6 separate regions of the Mus musculus genome follow, and all the other regions are linked to region 3. A link is a contact called in public ChIA-PET, HiChIP or PLAC-seq and promoter capture Hi-C data. All regions are on one chromosome and are shown on one strand. The core of a region is the stretch at or near the end of the contact, and the rest is flanking DNA. Distances in the headings are between cores, read along the strand shown.

Region 1 (2,963 bases), core at 252-2,751, 940 kb after region 3:
GGAGGGAAAAGAGAGAAAGTAGATACAAGGACAGAAAAGAAATGGTTGATGGGGATATGGACCACCAGGAGGGGTCCTCTATTGGGACCTCAGAGGCAAGGGTACCAGAAAGTAGGTGCCACAGGGGCAGTAGTGGCAAGGTTACTCACCCAAGTCCAAATGCAGGCCCAGAATCCAGCGGAAGGGCTTGGGCACCACGATGGTTGTATTGCCAAAGTTTGTGAAGTAGACCATGAGGAGAGGTAGTGAGGCAGCTGTGGGCAGCAGCAGCTTGTGGCGCCAGCGGAGATTGAGGACATCATCAGCAAACCCCAGGAAGATCATGCAGCAGATGGCAAGGAGGGCACCTATTAGGGCCACAAACTGGGGGAGAAGTGGGCACGTAATGACTCACACCTACTTCTACTCTGTCAAGAATTCCTGTCTTTTCCATTTTTTTTTTCGGAGTTGGTGATTGAACGCCGGGTCCTTGCACATACTCACATACTGAGAAAGCGCTCTACCACCGAGCTATATCACCAGTCCAAGAATTCCTGTCTCTATGGTTGTGGCCACAAGCATCCTTTTCCCAAATCCAAATAACCCCAACTCAAGTGCCCGGCCCCAGCCAGCCCGCTAATAACTTCCCCACTGGTGCACTTACTTCATGGTGGGGGAATGCCTTACACTGCTCCTCCACGAAGCAGTTCAGGAAGGGGAAAGGGATGAAGCAGAAGAGGATGATAAGGAAAACAGCACCGCTGATCACTCCCTGGGACTCTGGGCTGCGGCCCAGCGGGAAAGGGTGGAGGAGGAAGAAGAAAGGGGCGTGGTCACTCACAATAGTAGGGGTCCCAGTAAACCAAAGTGGCCTTCTCAGGATTTTGTTTGTTGGGGAGTAGGGAGAGCGTGCACAGGGCAAAGGATACCTACCCCTCTACAACTCCTGACACCCAACAGTTCCATTCCGTCCTTCCCAAGGATAGACAACTTTAATGACCTCCCAGAGTTCTGGGTGCCTAGGTTAGCTTTCCGGCTAGTGCAAAGCCAAGCATCTCAGTCCTTGCCCCTGTTCTGCACAATCCTGCCCCCCCCCCCCCCAACCCAGGACACTCGCGTGCGGTTACTCACATCTGCTGCTGGCTGAGCTTGTTGAGGTCCTGGCCACAGAGGCGCGCGGCGATAAAGTGGCTACGGAAGGCAGGGATGAGGGTGACTGTAGCCACGAATCCCAACAGCGAGCCGATCAAATTCACCAGCAGCGGCAGCGGCAGGGGCAACTCCGGGAAGGCCCACATGGTGACCCTCCGGTGGCCGCCGCCCCGCCGCCTACTCAGCTAACTGGTAAGCCAGGAACAATCCCGTGGCCTCGGCAGCCGGCAGTGCGGCTCCCAACCCGCAGAGGATTCCGGCGCCAGCGGGAACAAAACCCAGCTAGGACGCTAGGACCTGACCCTCCCTCCTGACCAGCAAGAAGCTCTTAGGAAGCAACCTCGGCTCTGCCCCGCTGCACCTACCCATTGTTTCCACCCGGATCTTAATTGCGAAAGAACTATCGCTGCTGAAGACCGAAGCACCATTTTTAAAACGGGCACTGTAGCCGGACCGGTAGTGTTATTTTAAACAAAGCTTTAGTTCTAAAGGAGTGGTACCATTAGCGTTTTTGAAAACTCAACTGAAGAAAATACAAGAACGTGGATACTCTCGAAACAATCATATTGTGCAGCTCAGAGTGGAAATAGGCTTTGCCCAGTTCCAACATGAACGCTTCCTCGTACCACGTGGCTGACACCGCTAGTTCTGTGGTTCCACGTCGTCTCCCTCGCAGGTCGGGTTTAAAGGGCTAGCAGCCTGAGCTTAGTCTGGGATGCCCTGGGGCTGGAAATATGGCTACTGAGAGCTGGCCGTGGTCAGGAAGAATGAGAGTGTGGAAGCACACCCGCTCTTTGCAGGAAAACTGTTGCCGACGTAAACACTGGTTCCAGAAACTCAGGAACAATCTGGAGGGTTTTTAAAACCTGGGAAGCTCAGACACTCGAAAAGCCCCTCCCGCCCTTTTTCTTGTTCATGATCCAGGTACTTTTCCCACAACCCACCCACCTTCTGCCTCCACTATAGCAGTTTGTTGCTGGGCAACCTACCGCTGCATTTCGCCAGGAGGAAACTGTTTGAGCTTTCAGGTCTTCGATTAAAGCAGGGATTAAAACTTGATGTTGGATCACAGCACTGTGCCAACGCTTTCCAAATAGACAGAAACCGACGCATTGCAAATAACTAACGAGGCAGGAGAGCTTGTCCATACCTCCAGTGAGCTTGTGGGTTTCCTCCCAGTCAAGTTTCTTCCTCCCAGTCACTTACTTGCCTTTTGACACCTGTACACGCTAGTAGTACAGCAGTTCACTGGAATATTGATCCCTTAGGTGGCAAATGTTTTCCTCAGAGAGGAATCCACCACAGAGAGTTAGGGAGTTGACAATAACATGGCGTTTTGTCCATCCCCTTTTGAATTACAGCATACTCCTAGAATCAGGGTGAAGTTGACACTACTTAGGTCAAAGAATTTCTTAAGGGCTGGAGAGTAGGCTCAGTGGTTAAGTCTGCTCTTCCGAAGGTCCTGAGTTCAAATCCCAGCAACCACATGGTGGCTCACAACCATCCGTAATGAGATCTGACGCCCTCCTCTGGTGTGTCTGAAGACAGCTACAGTGTACTTACATATAATAAATCTAAAAAAAAAAAAAAAAAAGCCGGGTGGTGGTGGCCCACGCCTTTAATCCCAGCACTTGGGAGGCAGAGGCAGGTGGATTTCTGAGTTCAAGGCCAGCCTGGTCTACAGAGTGAGTTCCAGGACAGCCAGGGCTACACAGAGAAACCCTGTCTCGAAAAACCAAAAAAAAAAAAAAAAAAAAAAAAAAAAAGAAGAAGAAGAAGAAGAACTTCTTAGGTTCCTTTTTCTGAAAGTCAGGTATTCAATGTCCATTCAA
Region 2 (3,011 bases), core at 4-2,503, 660 kb after region 3:
AGGTATTTTCTGTATTGACAGCATACGATCAACAGTATCAGGTCCGTCAAACAGGAAGGCTTACTGTTTGTACAGCACTAAGAGGATGAAGGGGGCAACCTCTGAATCCTAACCGACACCATCAGTACTGTCAATCAAGCACAGTAAAACCTCCTAGCGCCTTAAACCCAGAGACTTCGATAACTGCTCCCTCCAGAAACGGATACCTGCACTGCAGCTTTATGGCTCAGTGGGAAATTTTTCGTCCTACCCCTTCCCAATTTAGATTTGCAAGTTATATTCCTAAAACAAAACCACGAAGGAACATAAGACTTAGTTGGGAGGAGCCCCTGGCAGAGTTAATTACAGCAGGGCCCAGACCGTGGTTAGCAATTGACAGTTTTCACACCTAAAACAGTCCCATAAGCTCCAACAAGGGCTTTTGTTTGCAAATACAGGGCGATTTCTATACGCCTCAACAGGAAGTAGGAGTGATTGGGGTTCTTACGAAGGTAAAGGGGGGCTATGGCGAAGGGAAAACCCTAAGCCAAGAATCGGAGTCCGGTAACCGTAAGGCAATAATTCCTCGCCCCCTCCCCCAACTTCCCTCGCTTCAAACCCAGCTCCCTCGGATCAAAAAGCAAAAGGGTTTCTGCCCTGCAATCCTATCTGCGCCACAAGAGCCGGAACCAGCTCTGCGAGTGGGAAACAATAGGGACTCCCCCCCCTCAGAAGGCCCGGAAGAGAACCCCGAAACTGGACCGCCTCTCCTCCCCTCTTACGCCGCCGAGTCTCCCCCAAACCCTCTGTCCCCACCAACCTGCAAGGCCTACTTGCAAGCGAGCAGCCGCGGCTCCTCTCCCAGCCGAGTCCCCGGCCAGCACAGCCCTGCCACCCCCCGCAGGGCTGCCCTGCCTCGCACTCCCAACCTCACTCGGGTGTCCCGGCCGGTGTTCCGTCCCCGCTCCCGTCTACCGCACCGCTCGTCCAGAGCTCCCCGCCGCTCCTCCTCCATACCCCGCACACGCCACATTCCTCGGTTCCACTCCTCTCCGCCGCCCCCGCTCTTCTCAGCGGCCACCCGCCCGTCCTCCCGGGCCAGGCCTGGGCCTCGGGCTTCTGCCCGAAGGGGGCTCCCTGATACCCTCAGGATCCTGCCGACCCCGACCACGCCGCCTCACCCCACGCCCCGCGGCTCGGGCCCGAGTCCTACCACCGAGGCCACTCCCGCTCCGCACCCTCGGTCCTTTATTGTTGACTCGAAGCTCCCAAAATGGCGGCGGCTCCTTCCTCCTCGGAAACCTCCGCCCGCCCCCACCCGGCCCCTCGCCGCGACGCCCGCCGCCCCGCCCCGCCCCCGCCGCGACGCTCGCTGCCCGCGCAGCTCGCCGCCGCCGCCGCCGCCGCCACCCCGCACTACCTCGGCCGGCGCCCGCTGTGCCGGCGCCCCCGATGTCGCCGCCGCCGGGCTGAGCTGACTCTGCTGCTCTGCCCCCTCCCTCGCCCGCCGCCGTCGCCTCCCTCCCTCCTTCCCAGCCGCTCCGCATGGCGGCGGCCGCGGCTCCTCCTCCTCCACACAAGATGGCGAGAGCTCGGCCGCTGCAGCTGCAGCCGCCGCGGCGTCACGGCTTCCTGGGCGCGGCGGGCGAGGGTCGGGAGAGACCGGCCTTTGACGGGGCCGAGCTCAGGGAAACACGGGGTTGCTTTCGGGACGGAGGGACGGACGGATGGACGGACGGGCGAGAGGGCTTGCCTGCAGAGCTGACGAGACCGCTGGGGAAATGAATGGCGGTGGCCGAGGACTGTCGCCCTTGCCTTCGTTCGTCCCTTCGGAGCTGGGCTGACGGGTCCCGGGCCGGAGGGGACGTCTGCTGACTGCTGACCTCGGACACACTCGGAGGGCAGCCTGCGCGGGTCCGGAAGCTGAGCTGGGATGGCCGGGAGGACGCTGCGAGGCCAGGGCGTGCAGAAAAGTGGGGCCTTTGGGGCCGATGCTGTCTGAGAGGGAGCGGGAAGGGGCACCGGGGGAAGCAGTGAGCCGGGAGCGCGCCCTCGGTCGTGGGCTATCAAACCCGGAGTGCAGGCGAGGTGACCCTTTGCTCCTGCCCGCAGTGGCACTCTTCTAGAAAGAAGGGCGGATCGCCTCTACCAGTGAGGGCTCGCTGTGCAAATGGGAGACCCGTAGATTCTCCTGCCTGACCCTTACTGCAGATATTTGTGCGTTTGTTTCTATGATTCTCGGATCCTGATGTCTTATCCTTAACCTAGAAAGTCGTCTTGTTCCAAGCAAAACAAACTTTTTTGTTTGTTAAGTAAAAATCGAGCTGGGCCGGAGAAAGTTAAAAACTCGCGTCTTACGCTGCTGGAGGGCTGGAAATACTGACAGTGGTTAAACCCTTTGGGACAGTGCGATTCCTTACTAAACACCGACGTTAGGGAATCCTGGACAGTCAGTACTTAGTCACTGACTTGCAGCTTCCATATTTTTACCGCTGCTTCCAACTTGAGACCAATCAGAGAAAGCCAAATATGCTCTCTAAACCAATGACTCCCTGCTTCCAGCCCTCCTGCTTCTTAGCTAGCAACATCCAATCAGAATAAGTCTGAAGCCCCCCCCCCCCTTTTAAACCGCTGCGCTCTCCTGTTTTTTGTTTTTTGTTTTTTACTTGAGAGCCCAAGTCTACCAAACTCCAGTGCATGCTTGCCATAGCAAGCACAGAGTAGAATAATAGCCAGTTGTCATTTGTGCCACCACACCCAGCACTCTTAATGTATTATGATGATGGTGATGCTTTTTGCAATTCTGAGTTTAAAGCATTTTTATCTCCCACCCAGATTTTAAAATAGCTACTCCTGCAAGGGAATAGGCCCATACCTTGTGTTCACTCTGGAGAGAAGCTAAGTGATCTCTTAGGAAAAGCTATGAGGCTTTGTTTGCCCCTTTTGCTTGCTTGGTTGGTTTTAAGACAATTTCTCTGTGTAGCTCTGGCTGTCCTGGAACTCACTCTGTATAGTCCAGGCTGTCCTCGAGC
Region 3 (3,095 bases), core at 323-2,822:
TGCCCGGGTACTTGCGTCACGCCTGGGTACTTGTGTCACGCCAAGCAGTATATGTGCTTTACCAGCGGAAGGATGGGCAGTGCAGAACAGCAATTAAAACAAAGTCCTCCCACATTAAGAAGTCTGAAGTTTTCCAACATGGCTGACATGAGGGTATTCACAGTGACGAGGGTATCCCTGAGTGTGGTTCTCACTGATTGTGTGTGTGTGCGTGTGTGTGTGTGTGTGTGTGTGCTCGATGCTATGGTTCACAGATATTACTTCCAACTAGCTGAATAGCTAGGGCAGCCCAGTCCTCACAGACAAGCACCTTTCCCAGTGAGTTCCCTCGGCACAGAACATGATCCCACTCCACTTGGCATCCTCTGTCTAGGCCACTGGACATAGCACTATCCACTCCCACGGTGTTTAGACAAAGCTTGTGTCTCCACAAGCCAAGGGGGTGGTGTGCATCACTAGCTCTCAGGTCACGACGGCAGTGCTCGTGTCTGACACCCCCAAGTTGGAGGGTCCTTCTCCAGGTTCAGAGGTTGCCCAAATCTTTGACATAGTAACAGTACTTTGTCATCTACGAACTTCACACCGGAGAACCATCCAATCCAATTTCCAGGAAGAAAAAGAAAAATTTAACAAATACCTCATACTGTTTTCAGTCAGTTTCTAATTTGATGGGAGGCAGGATTGGTATTGGCACTGAGAATCATGCAATTTGCAGACCGATGGCTGGCCAAGCCTTCTCAAGGCAGTAGTGTCTTCCGTGTGACAGGTAGGCTCTGAGGGGAATAGAAAGTGACTTCTTGAGAGCAAGGGCATCCTAGTGACTCCAGCCCTTCCTTGGCTTCTGTGCCTCCTCAGAACAAAAACAGGGCTTCCAGGATAGCATGAATATGTACCTGGCAGATGACCCCACGGGCGCTGTACACCTCACAATTAGATCCCTGAAAATCATGTAAGTGACATACTCACAGTATCAGCGCCACCTGCCAATAAGTCAGGTGGACAAAGCTTGGTCTCTCACACAATTAACATCTTTGGTGACACTGGAGGGCAGACAGATGTCCTGGTCACTGAAGAGGCATCTGAGTGATACCAGGTCCCTCAAGGCGCCTATTGACACTTCTAACCTGCAGATTTAGGGCAAGAACAACCTAAAGGGCCTGGGGGTGTCATGGACTCCCACCAAGAGTCAGGTAGGGACGTTCCCTCACTGTTGGCTTAGCAGAGGGCCCTGCATAGAGGTCCCAGGACTTTCACACATGTACCTGCACGCTTGTGCTTTGCTCCTGGCCCAGTCAGTAATTCCAATTGCTACAACAGAGAGGGGAAGGGGGCAAGGGGAAGGGGAGGGGGAGGGAGAGGGGAGACAGGCTGTCCAGTCGGTGTGAGAGTTAAGAGCCCAGCCACAGAAAGCCTCAGCTGCTCTTTCACCTTGAGACAAATGCCCCAGAACTAGCTAGACTTCGCTGCCTGCTGAGGTTCCTGCGGAGGTTCCCAAGCTCCGTGGGCTGAGGGCGGAGCAACGAGGCTCCGCCTTCAGGTTGATGTCAAGCTGGCCCTGTGGATCCAGCGGCAGTCTTCAGTTCTCAGGACGCCGCCGGCCGGAGGCGTAAAGGCCGGCTCCAGTGGACGATGCCGCTGTGCGCCCAGGATGTTGTCGCGTTTGCTCCCATTCCTCGTCACGATCTCCAGCCTGAGCCTAGAATTCATTGCATACGGTAGGCTCCCCAGCGCTCGCTCTGTTGCTTTAAAGTTCACATTCGCGGGAGAATCTGCTTGGATGGGCTGGGGTCCCGCCCCAGCTCCTTCATGCTGGCAAAACGGTCTCCGGCTCACCTGCTGTTTAAGTGGAGGAGGCTAAGATTAACTGTGGCTGTTTGGGAGTGGCCAGCGATGGATGGGTAAAGCCTATAGTTTCCGTCCTGTACGTACCCTTGTTCCTCAAATCATTATCCTACCACCTCCGGACAATCCATAACTTAGCCCTCACTTTTCGGCTGTTCTGGTTCTTCCGTGGGTCTGATCGTGCCCCTTCTTAGTTAGGCTCCTCTCCCTGAACCCTACCATCTCACCCCATCCCTTCTTTCTGCCCACCCTTCCCGACCACCCTGTTAGTCTTTAGCCCACAATTCATCTCCGCTGCCTGCTGCCCACCCCCCTCACACACACACACTTTACCCACTCCTCAGCTCAGGCTAGGTTCCTGTAGCCCAGGAGAGAATGAAAAAGTGGAGAGTTGGAGGGACCAAGTGGCACAGAAGTACGAAGACCGGGGACCCCAAAACACACTTTTACAGGAGTTCAAAGTAAAAAGAGCACAGTCAGTCATGTTATCTACAGAGGCACTGGGGATGTGCCCCGCTGAACATCACAAACACGGGCTGAGGTTTTCACTCCCCCTCTCAGAGTTTTGCAACTGAAACACAACCTTGAGATTCAAAGAAAGGGGTGGGGGGGGGGAAGGGCTGGGACAAGTATGTTTTCTGAGAATGACAGGGTCACTGAAAGAGAACTGAGAACTGTGACTCTCAGAGAGCTGGCAGTTTGGAGAAGGAAAGTGTTGCAGAGCTGCCTTCAAGAGGAGACATCTTAAAGGGTCAAGAAGGCTGGAGAGGAACAAGGGCTATTGTCCTTGCAACACACTTAAGCCCGCAGAACTCATCAGGAGAATTCAATAGGAATGCTTATTGTATTGTTACAAAAAGGGCAGAGGATCTCAAGGGGGTCACTCCTCTGCTCCTGGTCATACTGGCAAGCTGCTAGCTCCAGGCTCCTGTGTCAGCTCTTTAGAACTAATAGAGTGGGAGACTACAGGTACTTCACAGCTGAGTTTTCGAGGAGGCCAGGAGGCTGGACCGCTGACGTTCATTGTCTCCATTTGAGGCTCGCCTAGGCATCTGATTATACTGATGTCCATGTCTGAGCTACAGCTTTCCTAGAAACTAGGGACTGTGGGGATACCCTGTGCCTGGACCACAAGATGTCTGTGTAGACAAGCAGGGTGCCTACGGATCCAGATAAGGTCAAGGGTCATGGCTTGGATGAGAACTCAGTCCTGGAATGTCGCTAGAACAGGAACAGGCTTTGGCCAGAGAGCC
Region 4 (2,767 bases), core at 109-2,608, 690 kb before region 3:
ATGACCTTTAATTACATATTGTGTATATGTGTATGTTTCAGAGGTGCTACAGCATGCATGTGGAGGGCGGATGACAACTTGCAGAGTCAGGTTTTTCCCCTCTTCCACCTTTTGGGTCCCAGAGATGGTCATCAGGCATCTTGGCAAGCACCCGCACCCACTGAGACACTTCATCCACCCTTGTACATGTGTGTGTGTGTGTGTGTGTGTGTGTGTATATATATATATATAATTTATTATTGTTCATGTGTCTGTGTGTGAAGTGCGCAAGCACATGTTGCCAGGTGTCTGTGGAAGTCAGAGAACAAATTTGTGGAGTTAGTTCTCTCCTCCCTGGTGTAGAGCTCAGGCCGGGCTTTCCATGGCAAGTGCCTCTTCCTGATAAGCCATCTCAGCTCGGTTCTTGTGCATATTTTCCTATTTATGTCTGAAGTTTGGATTATATACCACTTATATAATGTTATTCTTGAATTCCCTCCTTAGATGTCCCTTTGATGGTATTAAGAATCTATCTGCTTAACTTCATAGTAGTATCTCTGACCACCTCTTCCTTCACTGTGAACAAGCAGTTTCCTTTGAGCTTTCTCAAGATCACAGGGATGCAAATTGCTGTCCCCATATTTTATTTGTATTTCTTATTCGTAGGACACAGTCCCTGGAGTGGAATGACTGGGTTGAAGGGTATAGAGCTCTTTTAAGCCTAAGCCAAAACAGTTCCTCAGAAAGGTTTTTGCCAGTTGACAACGAAAGGTCAGAATCTTTCCGTGGGCTTTGTTCAAACAAACAAAGCAGTTTCTGCAGAGTAGGGACAGAGCTCACAGGTTGGAAGGCATCCTGGTTATGGTGCCCTGGTTCTGGTTATCCCCTCTACTGTGAGAGGGGAGCGGCCGCTGAGCTGCTCTCAGTGGGCAGGCGCTTTTATGAGCCAATGAGGGAAAAAGAATGATGCTGGGGTAATGATTTTGGAGCACAATTCCTGTCTTGAGCAAAGAAATCATCTGTCAGCAAGACCCTGCACTTACTGGGCTCTGTGAATCTTGCCAGCAATGCCAACACCCAGCAGTAGAGGTGGGAGGAGGATCAGGCGTTCAAGACTCTCCAAACTTACACGACCAGTTCCAGACCAGCCTGAGTTATGTGAGCCGTCTCAAAAAGCCAAAAAAACGCGGACCACAAAAGCAAGAATCCAATACTTAGTGATCCTTCGTGAAAAACCCAACTCCAGACGCTCACAGGACAGCGAAGGAAGGAGGCGGCGACGGCTGCGTGGGAAGTAGAGGCAGCCTGGCCCTTTAAATCCGCGTCGGTTTCCCATGACGTAAGCGGGCGGGCACAGCCCGCTGTTTACCGCGGCGCAGCTCCTGGTAGCTCCGAGTTCTGCGCCGCGTCCGCCGCCCTTAAAGGGCCCGCGTCCGGGAAGCCTTCGGGCCAGGGCCACCGCCGCCTCGGCTCTCCGGGCGCGAGCGGACGCCGGGTCTCCAGCCGGGCTGGGCCGGGCTGGGCCGGGCTGGGGTAGCGGGTCGCGGTGCCGCCCTCGCGAGCCGGGATCCGCGCGAGGCCCAGGAGCGGCTCCAGGGAGGGGACGCGTCCTATCTGAGGCCGGGGTTAAAGTTCTGGTCCCGGTGAGATGCTGGAAGCTGCTGCGGCAGCCGCAACGCGCCCGGTCGCCGTCCCGTCGCCAATCCCCGCCGTCCCGGGCCATGATCGCCTGGCGTCTGCCCTTGTGCGTGCTCTTGGTGGCCTCCGTCGAGAGCCACCTGGGGGCCCTGGGGCCCAAGAACGTCTCGCAGAAAGACGCGGAGTTTGAGCGCACCTACGCGGACGACGTCAACAGCGAGCTGGTCAACATCTACACCTTCAACCACACCGTGACCCGCAACCGGGTGAGCGCGGGACTCCACGGGCGGCCGAGCGGGTGGGCGCCCGGCCTGGACTTGATGCTGCCCCTTTCCTCTCCGCCAGCCTTTGAGCCGCCCTCCCCCTGCCAAGACCTGGTTTCCACCAGCATTCCCGGGCAGCTCCAGCGGGGCAGCTTGGGAAGTTCCCTGCCACCAGCTGTGATCAGGACCGGTCTGGTCTGCTCTGTGACCTGGCTCTCAATCTAGCTCTCAGTCTGTGAGGTCGGGGTGAGGGGAAAACAGGCTCCCAGCCTTGCGTGGCTCAGACAACTCCAGATGGGGCCAACTTAGAATTGAAAGAGCTCGGTCACAGGGAGGTGAAGGAGACAGACCTCCTTGCCTCAGAAAGCCAGCTGGCCTTGTAAGTTGAAGGTGACAAGATAAGGCCCTCGAAGGCTGAGTGGCAAGAGAAAAGGGAGTTTGTTTCTAAGACAGAACTATCTCCGACTTCTTACTCATTTCTTCCCAGTAGTGAAAGTAGAAAGAAGGCTGGCAGAGCTGGGCCCAGGCAGAGCACAGCCTGGGAGATTCTTGCTGCCTGGCTGTGTGGCCTGCCTAGCTCTCTTGCTCATTCTCCAAGGCCCGATCTGGATTGACTCGGAAGCACTGGAGTTGAGGAGGAGGCACCTGAGGCTTTCTTTGGGAGGGAGAGGAGTTTGGTTTCTGGCAGGCCATGATCAACCATCAGGATCCATTTCCTTGAAGTCTGATCTCCCCTTTTGAGTACCATTTCCAGGATCATCCCGGAAGTGGCACCTACCCCTCAGGGAAACGTTACCCCTAGATTTGGTTTCAGCAACCTAGTAACTAGTTGTCTGCAGTTGTGATTTCTTCACTTTTAAACGCCCACTGTCCTGTGTAGCTTTGTC
Region 5 (3,164 bases), core at 249-2,748, 560 kb before region 3:
AGGGTTATTCTGTGTTACAGCCTGACAGTCTTGGAACTTATTTTGTAGACCTGGCTGGACTTGAACCCACAAAGATATGACTGTCTCTGCCTTCTGGATGTTGGGAATAAAGGCTTTGGGATTCAGTGTGGTTCAGTCACCACTATCTAGCTGCTTTTTTCAAAAAATATTTTATTCTTTTATGTGTTCCAGTGTTTTGCCTGCAGGTATGTCTGTGTACCACATGTCTGTGTTCACATGTGTTTGCCTGGTGTGGGTAGAAGCCAGAAGAGGTGTTGGATCCTCTGGAACTAGAGTTTCTGCTGGTTGTGAGCTGCCTCGTGCTTGCTGGGAATCAGACTCTGGTCCTCCCGCAGAGCAGCAGGTGTTGGCAGCTGCTGAGCTGGTTCTACAGCCTCAGATGGCAAGTCTTGTGTATAGGAAGCTATGGGCAGTGTTTAGTTATGTCTGATATAGTCATGATATGGCATCTCTTCTATGTCTGGTCCAGTGGCCCCTTGGGGACACTTTTAAAGATTGTGATGATAATGAGGAGCAGTGATTTTTTTCCCCATCTGTGGTGAGAATAAAGGAATTGCAGAAAGATTTGACGTTAAACATGAGAAACACATCCTGATGTCTGGTTTGAGATCCCTAGTAACAACACTCGCAATTTCTCCTTGTCGGCTTAGACTCTAGCGGCGCAGGACTCGGTTTTAAATTTACAATAGTAGAGTGGGAGAGATGATGGTTCAGCCGTTGAGAGCACTGTTGTTCTTGCAGACGACCTAGGTTTGGTTTCTAGCACCCACAAGGTGGCGCACAACTGCTTACAACTCCAGTTTCAGGGGATGCAGTGCCCTCTTCTGGCCTCCATGACTATCAGGTATAATGTAGACAAAACATCCACACACTTAAAATTTTTTTTGAGACAGGGTCTCACTGTGTAGTCCCAGCTGGCTTGAAACTCACTATATAGACCAGGCTAGTCTCAAACGCACAGAGATCTGTCTGCTTTGTGCCCCAAGTGGTGGCATTAAGGGCTTGTGTTATCAGATCCCGGTCCACGTATAATACATTAAAAGGAAAAAGTTAGTAGGCAGCTCTCTTGACAACCGAGTCATCTCTCCAACCCCTTCATAGTTCTTTTATTAAGGGCCCAATCAATAGGTTGACCACTGATAATCACTGTTGTTCGCGTGATTTTACTCGACCTTTACAAAATGATGGTCTATAAATGATTGTTAATTTTGCTTAATTAATAGTAATAGTAGATTATTATTAATATTATGAATGCTTCCTTTCGTCCGCGGGAGAAATTCTCTTATCTACCTTCAGGTCTCTCTTTTAACCTCTTTGTGGTGGGAGTGGGATTGTGCTTATTCACTATTTTGAACTACAACTTTCAGGATGCAACGGGCAAAGCCTCGTGGGGGAACTTCAACCAATCCAATGCCAACGCTCTCAGTCAGCGACCTATTGGCTCTTGGTAGAGGCGGGCCTCTCAGTTGCTAGGCCAGTGCCTTTCCGGAAGTGGTTGCTGGTCGCTGCAGGGCAACACCCCGGCGTCCCTGGAAGCGGGGAGCCGGACACCCCGGCGTCCCTGGAAGGTGGGGGGCCGGGGTGGTGCTGGGGAGGAGGCGCAGAGCCATCCTCCCGGAAACCCCGGATCGGGGACAGGTGAGATCTCGGAGCCAGGCTTGGTGGCGTGGCAGGAGTTTGCAGGGAGCTGAAGCGTTGTGAGGTGTTGCTGCGCGGGAACTAAGCTGGGAGAGAAGAGCCCTCCGGCGTGCGGGGCCTGGCTTTCTAGCCTCTCCTGAATCTACACCCTACCGCCATTGCCCAGCCCATTCCTGGGCTATCCCAAGTTCAGCCAAGCGCATGGCATCTTTCGGCCAGCTGGGCAAGAGAGGAGGTTTGGGGTTTTCTTTGCACTGATTCAGGAATCTACGCCCGGAACCGCTGCCCTCTTCTTGGCCTCGGTGACTCGCCCTCGCGCGTCTGCCAGCTCAGCCCTCTGCAGGCCCCTGCATGCTTTTCTCTGCACTCCATCTCTGGATTGCGACTAGAGCCTCCAGTTACCGGTTGCTCTGGGAAGTACTTGCTGCCTAGCCAGATACCTTACTCGAGCTTAGATGTGCTTGCGGATCATCTCCAACCCGCACCCCCCCCCCGCCGCCCCCCCCCCCGGACCTTCTATCAATGTCTCCCATGTTTCTTGTCTCAATGGAGAACTTCCTCAGTCACTTAGCCCACTCTACGCTGAGAATTCATTCCGCTGTCTGCAGTAGTCATCTGGCATGCTTCAGATTTCTTGGCAGTCGGCTTCTTGGCCTAAAATCACAGTGGACTGGCTGAAATCCTCTCTGCTTTCTCTCTTCTCTTCCTTCACCTAGCTGCGAGACCCTGCTATTCTCCTGCCCTCAGGATTAGCCGCTTTTCATTCAGGTAGCCACTGGCTTGGTTCATAATTTCTTGGCTGCGCTTTCAGAATAACTGCCTCTGATTTTGTCCCCTTTTTGATTGGTTCTTGTGCAGCTGTCAGTCACCTTTCCGAACGGTAACTCTCACCACCTCCAACTTTCTTTATGAAATTCCCATGGCAGCCCCTTATGAAGTCCTGTATACAGCTAAAGCCCTCGCAAGCCCGGACTCGCTGCTCCTTGTCCTTCATTCAAGCAGTCTCTGTATTTGATAAGTGGGGATAGTAAACCTCTAGCTGAGAGGCTGGGGTGGGATGGTGGCGAATAAAGCCCTTGGTACAGTTCTGCCGCATACAAGTGTTCCGGGAAGTGTGTGGTTAGTCCAAGTTTTTGTTGTTATAATTAATCCTTACCCCATCAAGCACATTTGCTGTGCTTGTGCTCCCCCCTCCCCTCCCCCTCATCCCTTCCCCCCTCCCACACTCGAATACTCACATATACACAGATACACACACACACTCACACACACATACACAGACACACACACACTCACATACTCACATATACACAGATACACACACACTCACACACACGTACACAGACACACACACACTCACATACTCACATATACACAGACACACACACACTCACACACACGTACACATCCACACACACACTCACATACTCACATATACACAGATACACACACACTCACACACACGTACACATCCACACACACACTCACATATGGAGTTGTTGTTT
Region 6 (2,838 bases), core at 60-2,559, 640 kb before region 3:
AACTGGGAGAGAGGAAATGACTGGCAAGAAGGACTAAGGAGCTGGCCCCGTCTCACCAAGTTGGATTTTCAGTGAGGGCACAGGCTCCAGCCCTGTCTTCAACCACTCAAAGGGGAAAAAACCCCACCAAATTAGAACTTTCGAGCAACTGTGGGGGCAGGAACAAGGCACATGTGGGGTCTTGAGCTCATTTAAAACTCACTACTGTCTACCAAGCCCACACTGCAGCAGTCTTGGTGTCCAGACATACACTTGGATGGTACCGACTTAAAACATTCTGGAAAGACTGTTTTACCAAAGACTCCTTGGACCTCCCTTCCTCTGTATACCAGGCTGGCCTGGAACTCAAGAGAGCCAGCCTGCTTCCGCTTCCAGAGTGCTGGGATAACAAAGGTGTGTGCCACCAACATCCGGCTTAAACAAGCTTTCTTTATATAATAAAGGTTGGCTGAGAACTCTTGCTTCCACCCCTTTACTGCTGTTATTATAGGTGTGGGCCACCATGTCCTTAAGTTCCATGGCATATTTCCTATTACATTCTTCCTGCCCCTGGGGCTGCTTCAATTTGGCCCAAGATACCCAGGTGTCTTCCCTAGTCTGCATATAAGTAAATCCAAAGTCTGGTTTGATAGCAGCCATCCACTCAGGCAGGCTCCTACAATCTCTGTAGGTTCCAACAGAGATTTCTGGAAGAGAAACCGAGTTTTGTTTTTGTTTTGTTTTGTTTGTTTGTTTGTTTTTTTCTCCCTGTGGTCCAGAGGCACAGCAGCACTTATTCTCAGACCTCTGAGCAAGAAATCTTAAGCACTTTCTGAAAATAGACTCCCATCACCCTCAACTAAGGTAGACGGGCACCTTTCCTGCTCAAGATTCTGCTCTTAAACCACCGTCCTTCAAGCCCCGCCTCCCCACTCACAGGAACCAGGGTCTGTACAGAGTGAGTTTTCTGATGCCCCCACTCCCACGCGGACTCAGCTGCTCCGTGCAATGTGCCTCTCTCTCCTTAGGACCGATGCTGTCCGGAACCTACGACCCGGAGACCCGGTCCCTCTGGGGTCGCCCACGCCAGGACCCAAGGTGCCCTCAGCGAAGGACCTCCTCCGCAGACGCCGACCAGCCCCGGTCCATGGTCCCCCGTATATCCGAGGTCCAGCCTCCACTACATTTCTTCCCGACTCACCCACAGCCTCTGTTGCTACTGTCGCTGCTGCTGCTGCCGCCGCAGCCCCCACCCTACGGAAACTCTCGGCTTCCCCGGAGCCGGAGGCGCCACTGACAGCGACATCACTTCCGCCCGGCGCCGCAGCCAATCAGCGGCTGGGCCTGCGGCCTCTTGACCAGCGGGCCGAGCTCCGGGCGCTCCGCCGACAGCTTCTGTCACAGGCCCGTGAGGGCTGTGGGAGTTCCGGCGCCTCGAATCCTCGTGTCCTCCGCCACAGGACCCCCTCCGCCACAGGGCCCTCGTCCTTCATGGCGTCCTCTGTAAGGACCATCCCGGTTCCGACCTCTAAACACCCCTCGCGGCTCTTCTCCGTCGGACTGCCATAGCCTTGACTCTTCCCCATAAACTCCTCAGAGAGGCTCTCGCCTCCATCCGGCCGCCGTCTCTCTGGCCCGCGTGTCCCTCGGGCTCCGCTTGGGTCTCAGGGCTGGTCCCCTCAGCGGCTCCGTTGTCCGGTCGCTGTCCGCGCCTGCCGCCAGAGGGCGCCGTCGGTGGCGGCCGCTCACCCCGCGGGTTCCGCTCCTCTCGCCGCCCCGGCCTCGCCCCCTTGCGCTCGCGCCGCCGGAAGTGGGAGGTGCCGCGCGCGGGCCAGCGCTCGACCCCTCCCCCAGGCTTGGCCGCCCCCTCCCCCGCTCCGCCCGCTCAGGTGCGTCCCTTCCCTCCCCCCCGCTTGGCTCCCCGGGGGCGCGGCGCGGGAGGTGTGTGCGGGGCGGCGCGCGCGGGTCGGGACGGCGGGACTAGGGGGGCGCGGCGGAGGAGGAGGGGGCGGCGGGGAGGGGGCGGCGGGGACAGGGGCGGGAGCCCGGCCTGGGAGTGGGACGGGAGCTGGCGGCCGGTGAGGACGGAGGGGAAGGGGTGGAGGTGGCGCTGGCCAGTGCCAAGGGCCAGCGTAGCGGCAGCTCCCTGTGAAGAGTGGCGGTGACCACCCGGCGCAGCTTCCCCCCATTGTCCCCTTCTGCGTCGCCGCCTGACTGGTGACCATCACTGCCTTGCGGGATTCCCTTGGGCACACTGGGCTCTTGAGCCAGATGTGCGACCCCACCCCCCATCCCTCTCGTTTGGGGCTCTAGCTGCGGAGTTTCACGTATGACCCTTGCCCTAAGGTTTTCGTTTACTGGGCATCGGTGACCCAGACCTTGTTCCCTGTTGGAGGCAATGATCTCGACCCTATTGTAGGCAGACTGATTGCATCCGAGATGCAATAATGGCGTTTCAGGGCCCATTTTCACCTAGGAGCTTTTTATTATGAGAGGAAACTGAGGCACTGAGCTGTGACTATTGATTCAGCCCGACTCGGTATCTGCTCTTGTGCATTCTTCTGGGTTCAGAGATATTCTATTCATGGGATGCTGTCAAAATAAAAGCAGGAATGGGAACTAATCCTACTTTTACCACCTAGTTTTTCTTGTTACCATAGAAGGCCGAGTTTATTTTGCAGCAAAAAAGATGCTCTTAAAAATAAAAATGTAAAAAACCGTCTTCTTGGGTTCCCTTACTTGAGTTACCATGTTTTTCAACATCTCCCTTTTCTCCTGGAGTAACTGAGTAGTAGCCTGTGACTCAATGGTAACTTGTTAGTGGGGCGTTGGCAGATACCAGACATTCCCATCTGTAGG

What was found. Promoter capture Hi-C pulls out the DNA fragments that hold promoters and counts their contacts. ChIA-PET counts read pairs in DNA pulled down with a chosen protein or histone mark. HiChIP or PLAC-seq counts read pairs in DNA pulled down with a chosen protein or histone mark.
Region 1: a promoter capture Hi-C map of pre-B cells shows a contact between it and region 3, with 4 times the contacts expected there. The contact joins the promoter of Dpagt1 here to the promoter of Il10ra in region 3. A contact is called at or near these places in 2 of 39 promoter capture datasets (the C10 cell line and pre-B cells).
Region 2: a contact with region 3 is called in an RNA polymerase II ChIA-PET map of memory CD8 T cells, with 16 read pairs. The contact joins the promoter of Ddx6 here to the promoter of Il10ra in region 3. A contact is called at or near these places in 2 of 115 datasets of contacts at active chromatin or transcription factors (bone marrow-derived macrophages and memory CD8 T cells).
Region 4: an RNA polymerase II ChIA-PET map of memory CD8 T cells shows a contact between it and region 3, with 11 read pairs. The contact joins the promoter of Sidt2 here to the promoter of Il10ra in region 3. A contact is called at or near these places in 1 of 39 promoter capture datasets (hippocampal neurons) and 2 of 115 datasets of contacts at active chromatin or transcription factors (effector CD8 T cells and memory CD8 T cells).
Region 5: a contact with region 3 is called in an H3K4me3 HiChIP or PLAC-seq map of embryonic basal ganglia, with 5 times the contacts expected there. The contact joins the promoter of Cep164 here to the promoter of Il10ra in region 3. A contact is called at or near these places in 2 of 39 promoter capture datasets (the C10 cell line and hippocampal neurons) and 6 of 115 datasets of contacts at active chromatin or transcription factors (embryonic basal ganglia, embryonic forebrain, embryonic hindbrain and 3 more).
Region 6: a promoter capture Hi-C map of pre-B cells shows a contact between it and region 3, with 2.6 times the contacts expected there. The contact joins the promoter of Rnf214 here to the promoter of Il10ra in region 3.

What each region holds. Positions count from the first base shown.
Region 1 is chr9:44,325,353-44,328,315 of GRCm38.p6, reverse strand. It overlaps Dpagt1 (dolichyl-phosphate (UDP-N-acetylglucosamine) acetylglucosaminephosphotransferase 1 (GlcNAc-1-P transferase)), which reads right to left and starts at 1,501. Exons shown (of 9, transcript NM_007875.3): 1 at 1,111-1,501; 2 at 644-764; 3 at 150-363. The coding sequence starts at 1,277.
Region 2 is chr9:44,603,134-44,606,144 of GRCm38.p6, reverse strand. Ddx6 (DEAD (Asp-Glu-Ala-Asp) box polypeptide 6) reads right to left here and starts at 1,253. Exons shown (of 14, transcript NM_181324.3): 1 at 1,193-1,253.
Region 3 is chr9:45,267,626-45,270,720 of GRCm38.p6, reverse strand. It overlaps Il10ra (interleukin 10 receptor, alpha), which reads left to right and starts at 1,572. Exons shown (of 7, transcript NM_008348.3): 1 at 1,572-1,715. The coding sequence starts at 1,649.
Region 4 is chr9:45,953,840-45,956,606 of GRCm38.p6, reverse strand. It overlaps Sidt2 (SID1 transmembrane family, member 2), which reads left to right and starts at 1,358. Exons shown (of 26, transcript NM_172257.4): 1 at 1,358-1,883. The coding sequence starts at 1,701. It overlaps A830035O19Rik (RIKEN cDNA A830035O19 gene), which reads right to left and starts at 2,621. Exons shown (of 1, transcript NR_152206.1): 1 at 609-2,621.
Region 5 is chr9:45,826,997-45,830,160 of GRCm38.p6, reverse strand. It overlaps Cep164 (centrosomal protein 164), which reads left to right and starts at 1,498. Exons shown (of 30, transcript NM_001081373.3): 1 at 1,498-1,659.
Region 6 is chr9:45,905,382-45,908,219 of GRCm38.p6, reverse strand. It overlaps Rnf214 (ring finger protein 214), which reads left to right and starts at 1,309. Exons shown (of 14, transcript NM_178709.5): 1 at 1,309-1,868. It overlaps Pcsk7 (proprotein convertase subtilisin/kexin type 7), which reads right to left and starts at 1,651. Exons shown (of 17, transcript NM_008794.2): 1 at 1,181-1,651.